3 separate regions of the Mus musculus genome follow, and all the other regions are linked to region 1. A link is a contact called in public promoter capture Hi-C data. All regions are on one chromosome and are shown on one strand. The core of a region is the stretch at or near the end of the contact, and the rest is flanking DNA. Distances in the headings are between cores, read along the strand shown. Region 1 holds the start of Zfp275 (zinc finger protein 275). Region 2 holds the start of Zfp185 (zinc finger protein 185). Region 3 holds the start of Idh3g (isocitrate dehydrogenase 3 (NAD+), gamma).

Region 1 (2,989 bases), core at 127-2,626:
CTCATATCAGACAGCTTTCCTACCCAGGAACTTCCTTCTCAGGCTATGCTGGTGGTTAGATTTCTGACAAGAGAACTCACACTATTTAGCTGATTTTTCCAAGGGGTCTATCATTAACAGGAGGCTAGAAATCACTGCTCTATGTGATTCTAAATACAGATTCAAGGCCACTATGGGGCAATGGACCAGACTGTCAGACACTGAATGTTGTTTCTATAATAATGTCCAATGGGAGAGGGGGTAAGGTAAGGTAAGTCCTACCAGGAGAGGTACTATTCCATTAGCCCCATTTGAAATTTTCTCCTAAAGGAAAATGTAGAGACCGAGATTTAAGAAGAAATGTTCCATTGACCAAGGAGACTGGAGAGGGTTGCCTGCCTCTGAGTCCAAATCTGGTTAGAGGGTATCAGCTGCACAGGGTGAGCCCTCTGGGAAGAGCGCCAGAAATGGGGGTGGGGGCACTGAAAAGGACCATGGGCTTTGGGCAGCAGGCAAGTGGGAGTATGCATGTGTGTAAAAAAAGACATGTAATTAATCACCCAAATATAGACTGGAGCAACCAGCAAAGGAGTTTAGAAGGGGGCAATGGAGTGGTGCCAGAAAATGTGGTTCCAAGGAGGGCCACCTTAAAAGGTCTCTTCATCTGGCGAGAATTCCCTTCTACACCCCCAAATTTCTGCCCCAGGAAACGTACCTGCTCCCGTGCAGTCACCACTCAAATGGAAAGGTAGATTCCCCTCCCCCCAGCCCCTAAGCAGATCCTTCTTCAGGGCCCCAGAGGCCCAACCCCTCCCCCCACACTAGGGGAAAGTCCCTTCAGCCCTAAAGACAGCCCCAAGGACTCCGAGTCGCTGGGGGCTGTGTGTGTGTGTCCACCCCCAGCTCCTGACCCGTCCCCAGTGCTTAGCATCCTCCAAAGAGCAACACAGGCCTCAACACATCCGCGATTCCCGCCTTGGACCGCTGCCCCCAGCCCTGCACTAGAAGGCCTCCGGGCCTCGCCATGCCCACCCACCGCCAAAGACCTTTTCTTTTGACCCCTGGTTTGCTCCAAGGCCCAGCAGCATCCCACTCTACGAAACGCTCCCTTCCCCTTATATTCTTCCGTGGTCCACGCATTCACACAGGCCTCCCAGCACAGCCTCCTGCCGCCCCACACGCTCTCTCGGCCACACATCCTTGCTCACGCACACAATCTCATGATCACTCGAGCTGCACATCCCTCCCATAGTCCGCACGCTCACCCGGCCCACGGCGCCTGACTCTGGGCCCTTGCAGAAGAAGAGCGGGCGCGTTGTAAGCAGGCCCGGCGTGGCAGGAAGCGCCACGGAGCCGCCAGTGCCTGGCGGAGCCCAGAAGCCCGGCAGCGCGTTTCCGGAGCCGGGGGCGCCGCCTGGGGTACTGAGATCGAAGCCCCGCCTCGGCCTCGGTCCCGCCCGGCCTGTCGGCTGCGATTGGCCTGAGAGGGGGGTGGGACAGAAGGGGGCATGTCTGGGGCGGGGTGAGGAGAGGAGGTGGGATAGATGAGACTAGGGGAGTAAAACTCATGAATCCTAAGTGATGAGTGTGGAACGAATGTAAAAACAAATAATGAATAAATAAATGAGCAAAATAAATTGTTAGTGGTGAAGACAATGAAGAAATTGACAAGGCCAGGGCCTTTAGAATGATGGTAGGGCTGGAGGAGGGCACTCAAGAAAAGAGTGCAGGGGTCGGAGTCCTTCTTAAAGTCAGACCTGAGCCCTGTCTATGCCAGACATCAAGAATACAACAGTGAACAAAACTAGACCCTAATGCCTATCTTAAGAGCCACACACCAGGCACTCCAGAGCTCCTGTGAGAGTACTGTAAGCGTATTAGGGACCACACAGCAATAAATAAACAGTAACCTGAATTTCAGAATGGCAGTTTATACCATGAATCCCAAAACAAGCGTCTTGGTTCAGATGTGTTGTAAGCAGCTGCCAATTCAACTTCACTGCTTTGCATTTGTGCATCCTTGGCAGCACAAGTAACTGTTTTCTTAAATATACTGTCTGGTTTCCCGAGGGAGGCACTAATAAACAAAGATCAATACAACATCTCCCGCCCCGAGAAGAGTGATGAGAACTTCACTCAGTATCCATCCAGGTGATGTTTGGAATGACCAGGAGGTGTGGAGGTGTGTGTGTGTGTGTGTGTGTGTGTGTATGCTTCTGTGACACTGCAGTATCTGTGGGCAAAAGCAACATCAAAGATAAACATCTATAATTTTGACATATCCAGTGTAAGAAAGGAAAGTCTGGTGCTGGAGAGATAACTCAGCCTGTAGAGTACTTGTCTTGCAAACCTGAGGACCTGTGAGGAACTTCACTTCCCAGTACCCATGTCAAAAACGAGAAGTCCACTTTTTTTTTTACTGTCCTTTTAATTTTCTGAGACAAAATTTGCTATCAGTAAAATGTATAAATCTATATGGTAAGTTTTGACAAATACCTTTCCTAAACCCCCCTCCAGACACAAACCATGATGAGAAGTCTGGAAAATTTCCAGTCCCATTGCACACATCCTATTTCAGCACAATTCCACAGGAACGCCACTATTCTAAAATTTCTCACTATCGACAGCCTATTTGAGTAATTAATTCCTGTTGCATGGGAATGAAATATATAGTATGTACTATTATCTACTACTCTGTCTGAATTCTTTCCTTTACTCTGATGCTTTTGGAATTCCTCTATATTGCTGAAATATATTTCCTTTCCTTTCATTGCTGAGTCATTTGCCATTGTACTTTACCATGTGGGCTGTTCCTAATTGGAATTGTTATTCACTATATGAACAGTGGTGTATATTTCTGAGTGAACATATGCTTTGTTTTTTTTTTCTGGAGTAAAAACCTGAAAGGGAGAATTTGCTACATAATAGGGTAGTTGTATGTATTATTAGCAACTGCCAGAATGTTTTTCAAAGTGGATACACAATTGAGACTCCTACCAGAAATGTGTGA
Region 2 (3,299 bases), core at 57-2,556, 360 kb after region 1:
GTTGTACCTGTACCCTGGAGATCTGTTGGCACCCACCCAAACTGGCACTGTTTGTGCAGAAGAGCCAGTTGAGGCCATGGGAAAATAAGAACTTCATAAGCTTCCTACTGCAGCTCTCCAGTTCAGAGCCCCTCACCATTATTCAGGTTTATCAGCCTGTGGAAACCTGCTTCCTGCCCATGACTAGAAATCCAAAGAACCATGAGAGCAAGACAAGACCAAGAGCAGGTGTCACCACCTACCTTAATGTCAAGAGTCAGTACCAATGGCTTGTGGAGAACACAACTCCCAACATACTTTATAGACTCCACAGCCTTGGAGGGGAAGGTGGGCCTGATAGGCTTCTCCTTTTACTCAGTGGAGCTGCCAGGTGCCACAGTACAGAAGGAAGTGGCATGGCCGACAGGAGGATCTGCGTTTCCAACCTTTCTCAGAGGCCAAGCTATCACTAAGCAGTTGCAAAGAGGATGAGGCTATTGGCTCTCCCCTGCTCCCACACAAACAATCCAGTTACAGAGACTGTGCACAGCAGATCCCGCTGATAACACCACAGTGACACTTGATTCGGCGCCTTCTGTCTGAGTATGAGCAGCTCCCTTCCCAGCCCTGAGGTCGCCCAGTGACCAGTACATGTCTATCACAAACCACCATTAAGTCCCTTTGCTCTGGGCTCCAGGCCAGTGAGGGGATTATTGAGTAAGCTTGCCTCTGTACCTCAGTTTCCTCATCTATAAAATGGGCACATTTTACTAAGGATGTGGAATTCTGTGATGCTTGCAACACACCAATTCTAGGCTCACCCTGCCCCATCCCCGCTGGCAGTCTACTAACAATCGGTCTCATCCACAAATGAGTAGGTCAGAGGGACTAGACCAGCCAGAGAGCCACCTGCTTTTGTTGGACACTCTGAGGAACGTTGCCTGTCTCTTCACTCGCGGTGAAAAGCAGAAACCGAGGGCACTGCCTCCCTGACGGGATTCCGAAGAGGGATGCTTGGAGCGAGTATGAATTATTGGTAGGGAAACTGAGGCCCTGGCTTGTGTCCAGGAGGACACGAACTGGGTGCTCCTTGTAGCCTCCCGGTGGTCGAGCCACTTCTTTAGGACGGCGACTCAACAACCCTACCTGGTACAGGTGCCCGGCTTGTGTGACGGGCAGAGGGTCGGACAGGCGTGGTGCGCGGGCTCCCTCGGGTGGGCAGCACTGAACCCAGCCGGGCCGCGTCAGCGGGCGCGGGAAGCGGTACGCAGTGGGAAGCGCGCGGGGCAACGAAGAGGCACGGACTGGGCTCCGCCCGCCCGAGAACAAACAGGTTTTCTCCGGCTGCTGGGAGCCTCGCCCCTCGCCCCTCCCCTCGGCCGGCCCCCTTCCTCTGCCCTCTCCTGGGGTAGGTAGATGCGCCTGGCACATTCCGCACATTCTCCAGCCGGTGTCCTCGGTCCTCCCACCCCTTCCCTGCTCCGCCCAATGGAGCTGCTGGAGAAATCAAGGCTGGGGCTCCCCTCACCCAGCTCAGAGCGAGCTCCAAAAAGTTTTGCCGCTATGGAAAACTTCCAGGCTAATTCCTCTGGGCTCCCAGCCCTGGGGCCAGGAGGACTCCACCACATGAAGGGCCCTCGCTGACTAGTGGCGTCCCTGCCTGCGCCCGGCGAGATCTGGCCAGGCTCTGGGCCAACGACTTCCACAGATGCTGGCGGGTCAGTTCTGTCGAGAACTACTGTGCCTAGATCCATTTTACAGATGGAGATCCCAGACAGGGGCGGGGAAAGGACCAGGCTTGGGGGCAGGGGGGTGCGGACTGATGGCTGAGATCATGCAGGAAGTCAGGCATAGGAGAAAAAAGTGAGCAAGAAACTTCTGTCTGGCGCCTGGGAAAACTTGTACCCTGGAAGGTCATTTTTGGAGCCGGCAGGTAGGCAAAACAGGACTACCTCTCAGGGCATGTCGGAAGACACACACATTCGGTTTAATAAATGACATTCATTCACAGTTTTTGGATATGTAATGTGTGAAAGGCACGAAGTGTGAGAATGTAGTAGGGGTGTCGAACATCCAACAAAGGCTCCTAACCCTCACTGTGAGGTCAGAGAAGTCCTTTCAATAGAGGAGAGAGTTAAGCCAGTGTGCACAAAAAATGATCAAAATGATAGACTACAAAAGAAAGAAAAAGAAAAGATAAAAGGAAGGAAGGAAGGAAGAAAGAAAGAAAGAAAGAAGGAAAGAAAGAAAGAAAAAAAGGAAGGAAGGAAGGAAGGAAGAAGAAAGGAAAGGAAAGAAAAGAAAAAAAAGGAAAAAAGAAAGATTAAAGTCCTGTTGCCAATTTTACAGCAGTGGCCCTCAAATCTACTCACTGTCGTGTTTTCCTGTGACTTATCGCCCTTCCCATTTCAGCCATCACACAGTATGCATGCAGCTTCACTGGGTATATGACCAGATGCTAGCTGCTTAGAGCGCTTTCCTACAGCTTCTGGTTGTTGTTGGAATGAAAGCAGATGCTTTTAGAAGGCCTAATGTTTGACTGTGTTCAACCTCTGTCTGTAAGACCAGCCACCCCAGCACTCCACTGTAATCTCCCCGGCTTCCCCATGTCTTCTGACTACTTCTGTGCCCTCATACCTCAGACCTTTGTTCCTGCACTCATACTCTCTGCAGTACCCTTCCTATATCCCTTGCCACTGAACTCACCCAATCTTTAGATGTCATCCTCTCCTGCCTGCCACCTAGTCAAGTTGACCACTTCCTTCTGTGCACTCACTCTCCCATTCCCTCGGATGACAGTGTATAACCCTTTATTCTCAGTGGTGAGCTCTGGGATGTTGGCGCCCTGTCTGATTATCTCTGGATCACAGAGACCAGCCCAGAGGATCTGGGACATTTGCAGAAGGAAGAGATAGAACAACTCTGAAAGGAGGGTTCTTTTCTCTGTGGGTTTATCAGACAGAAAGGAAGTGCCTTGTGTGTTCTGGGGGAGTGGTTAATCTTTGTCTCCTGCCAACAGGTGTTTTTCTCCTTCCAATTCTGTTAGCCCCAGACCAGTGGCCAGCATCTAATGCTTCTTCTTCCCCGACAAAAGCTACTGATGGCCTTCCATTTGGCTTGACATCCTAGCTCCCAAACATACTAACTGGATGGATCATAAGACTCTTTTGGACCTAGCCCCAAAAGAGGCAGAATGTAAAACACAAAGTGATACACCATGGGTGGGAGGGAGTAGGTGGTAGCAGTTGTCTCCCAAGGCCCTCCAGAAAAGAGAAAGCTCTGTTGCAGAGCCTTGAATCAGGTGGGCCAGCTGTACAGCA
Region 3 (3,113 bases), core at 287-2,786, 440 kb before region 1:
AAAGCATTCTGCAGACACTAAATGGGGTGTTGTTAACACACAGGGACTTTCAAGATAAGGGTCTCTAGACCCATCCAGGTGACAGAATGTCAAGACTGGTTCTAGTGTTTCCTGAGAGAAGTAAATTCTGGGCCCAAACACCAAACCTGCCCCTGTAAACTAAACACCCCTGAGGAAAAGTTTTCATCCAACTCTTCTCCAAATGTGATGTCTTGAAAGAATGACCGATTAAGCTAGAGAAGACCTTGTACCGGCATAAATGGCAGGAGGAAAATGCCTGGGAATGGCTCTCAAGGCCATATTCCACCAACCCTTCTGTGACCTGCTCAGCTGGGCCTTTCCCTGTAGACACTATGGAACCCCTAATAGATGTTACAGCCAGGTTTGTCTTTTTAAGACACTGCTAGCAACAGACTGAAGGATTCTCTGAGGGGTGGGTAGAAGGGATGGCCAGAGGCTACCTGTATGTACAGAAACCAAATCGTCCTTAGTTCAGGCTCTCAGGTCTGAGGTGCTAACATCTTTCAAAACACATGCCGGCACTCCAGATTGAGCTCAGCCCCACTACCACGTTACAGATGTCTCACAAATATCAACGGGTCTGTGCACGGTTCAATTTTGCTATGAACTTTGGGGTGGGATATACCAAGGCGTCACAAAAAGTCGAGGCTCTGGGCACTAAAAGCCCTTGCTCACTTCATCGGTTCCCTATCTAACTCGCCTAGTGCCCTTACTCTGATCTGCCTCCCTCTCTTAGGTTTCTCTTGGGGAAGCCTGGCCTATGCAGCATTGGTTCGTAGCTGCCAGCACTGCTCTTGTGCGACTACCTTTTGACACAGGAACCAGGGACATACATATCACCTTCCCTGCTGGAGCTGGTGGTCGGAGCATGGTACTGCTTTGGGGGTTCTCCCAAAAGCAGACAAGGAAGCAACCTGGCTGTCGGGTAAACGTGTGTGTGGTGCTTTGGTCGCCACGACACAACACCCATCGGGGGAAGATCCCGTCAGTAGCGACGAGCCCCGGGAAGGGCCAGATCCCCACCTCGCGCACACCCTTCCTCCCCCCAGCACCACCTGCCAACAGCAGGGGCGCGCCCCGAAACAAGCTCCGGCCAGGCCGCTACCTGAGCAGCAAGATAGGCCAGACAGCAGGAGTAGTGCCAGGGCGCCGAAAGATGCCATCGCCGCCATCGCCTCTTCTCTTCCGAGGGGAAAAGAGAGCAAGCCACCCTGGACATGCGGAGCAGACGAGGAAGCGCGACGCGTAAGCGGCCTCAGCACCCAATCGTGCGTCGGCGGGCTGGGTCGGGCATGGTGACGTCGCTGGCGGCACTGACGTGTCCGCTTCCCTAGCCAGGGTCCCAACCGGTCGCACTTCCCTCCTTCTCAGCCTTCCCCTCCCCAAGATGGCGGAACAGTGCTCTAGGCACCGGAAGGGGGCGTAAGAACCGGTGTGACTGTGCGCGTGCGTAATGCTAGCGTTTTCTCAACCCATACCCCGGATTTCTCGCTGTCCCCAACTGTCGCGAGAACGGTGCTTAATGTTTTGACCTGTAGAGGTCCTCACTTTTCGTCATGGCGCTGAAGGTGGCGATAGCTGCTGGCGGTGCTGCAAAGGCAATGCTCAAGCCAACTCTCCTCTGCCGTCCTTGGGAGGTGAGTGGTGAATGGGCGGTGGGACATTTGCAGGCTTACAGAGGGACTTAACACCCAATTGAGACCCGGAGTCGGGTAACGGCTCTTTGAGCAAACACGGAATTCGATTGGCTGTGCGAGCCATAGGAGGGGCGGGGAGAGGGCTGCACTCTGGGGTTCACTGGTTGCTTCTGCTGTCCGTGAGGCGGTTGGCCGAAATTGACTCTGATCTGGCTCCTCTGTGCCTTCCTCCGGAAGGGTTGGGAAGGTAGACCGCAGTAGCTAGGTGTCCCCTCCGTAGTGTCCTTGTGGAAGCCCTTTTGAAGAGGCCACGTGTCCTGGCCCACCTTGCATGTACCATCTAAGCCTGTTTCTGGACTCAGTTCCTCCTTGGTTTTCCCTCTCTTAGACTGCTTTGCCCTAGTGGAGGTGGAAAATCAGACTTTATCAGTATCTCTCTCGCTGTGTGTCTCTCGCTGTGTCCCCGCGTTCCCTCTCCCGGTTTCTCTCTGTCTCGTCGAACACGCGGTTTCTCTCTGTAGCCTGGAACTCACACTGTAGACCAGGCTGGCCTTGAATTCAGAAATCCTCCTGCCTCTGTCTCCCAAGTGCTGGGATTAATTAAAGGCATGCACCGCCGCCATCTGGCTATCCATAATCCTTGATCCCTCCAGATCTTCCGCCTACCAAGCACCTAGATACTTGATTCTAACCAAAAGGCCAACAAACAAGCCCAAACCCCTGTAATGAGAGTGAACCAGGGTTCTAAGACTGGAAGCTTCTAGGGCTTTGCTTTCCTGGTTCTTTCTTTGGAGTCTTGGTTAGCTGGTTTAGCTCCTGGGTAGCACTGCTTAGCACCAGAAAACCAACAACTAGCTCTGGGGAATAAGAGCTATGACCTCTAGGCCTTGCTCTTCCACTGACCTAGAATATGGCATTAGGCCAGCTCTCTTTTCTCTCTGGGTTCCAGTGAGGAGAGAGGACTTTATGTTCTCAAAGCATTTGCTGACTCTGACCTTCCAGAATGCCATGGGGTTTTTTGTTGTTGTTGTTGTTGGGGTCTTGGGGGCTTTTTTGTTTTGTCTTGTTTTGTTTGGGGAAGGGAGCTACATATGCTACATGAAATTCTATTTAAAATAGGGACTTCTGGTTCAGCCAGATGGCTGAGTGGGTAAAGGCACCTGCCTCCAAGCTTGGATACCAAGTTTAATCCTTGGAATTCTTGTAAAATGCAAGGAGAAAAAGGACCCCACAGAATCATCTTCTCATTGCCACACGTGTGCTATGGCTTCTTCCTCATTGTTGAGGAAAGACCAGCAGCATATAGAGGATTACTAGAGACCCTGATGGCTCCAGAAGCTAGGCTTCTGTAAACTCTTAATGAAGACCTTTCCTCCTGAATGCTTGTGTGCCTTTGTTGGGATGGGACTAGGTGGCAGTGGAATGATTGGTAGCCAGGCAGGGCTTTGCCCTGAG

The links. Promoter capture Hi-C pulls out the DNA fragments that hold promoters and counts their contacts. Capture Hi-C pulls out chosen DNA fragments and counts their contacts.
Region 2: a promoter capture Hi-C map of hippocampal neurons shows a contact between it and region 1, with 2.8 times the contacts expected there. The contact joins the promoter of Zfp185 here to the promoter of Zfp275 in region 1. A contact is called at or near these places in 8 of 39 promoter capture datasets (cranial neural crest, embryonic stem cells, hippocampal neurons and 3 more) and 3 of 9 other capture datasets (adipose tissue, embryonic stem cells and liver).
Region 3: a contact with region 1 is called in a promoter capture Hi-C map of liver. The contact joins the promoter of Idh3g here to the promoter of Zfp275 in region 1. A contact is called at or near these places in 1 of 39 promoter capture datasets (liver) and 2 of 9 other capture datasets (adipose tissue and liver).

What each region holds. Positions count from the first base shown.
Region 1 is chrX:73,341,007-73,343,995 of GRCm38.p6, reverse strand. Zfp275 (zinc finger protein 275) reads right to left here and starts at 1,376. Exons shown (of 6, transcript NM_031494.2): 1 at 1,245-1,376.
Region 2 is chrX:72,985,346-72,988,644 of GRCm38.p6, reverse strand. Zfp185 (zinc finger protein 185) reads right to left here and starts at 1,306. Exons shown (of 19, transcript NM_009549.3): 1 at 1,126-1,306.
Region 3 is chrX:73,785,320-73,788,432 of GRCm38.p6, reverse strand. It overlaps Idh3g (isocitrate dehydrogenase 3 (NAD+), gamma), which reads left to right and starts at 1,536. Exons shown (of 13, transcript NM_008323.1): 1 at 1,536-1,658. The coding sequence starts at 1,578. Ssr4 (signal sequence receptor, delta) reads right to left here and starts at 1,410. Exons shown (of 6, transcript NM_001166480.2): 1 at 1,127-1,410. The coding sequence starts at 1,193.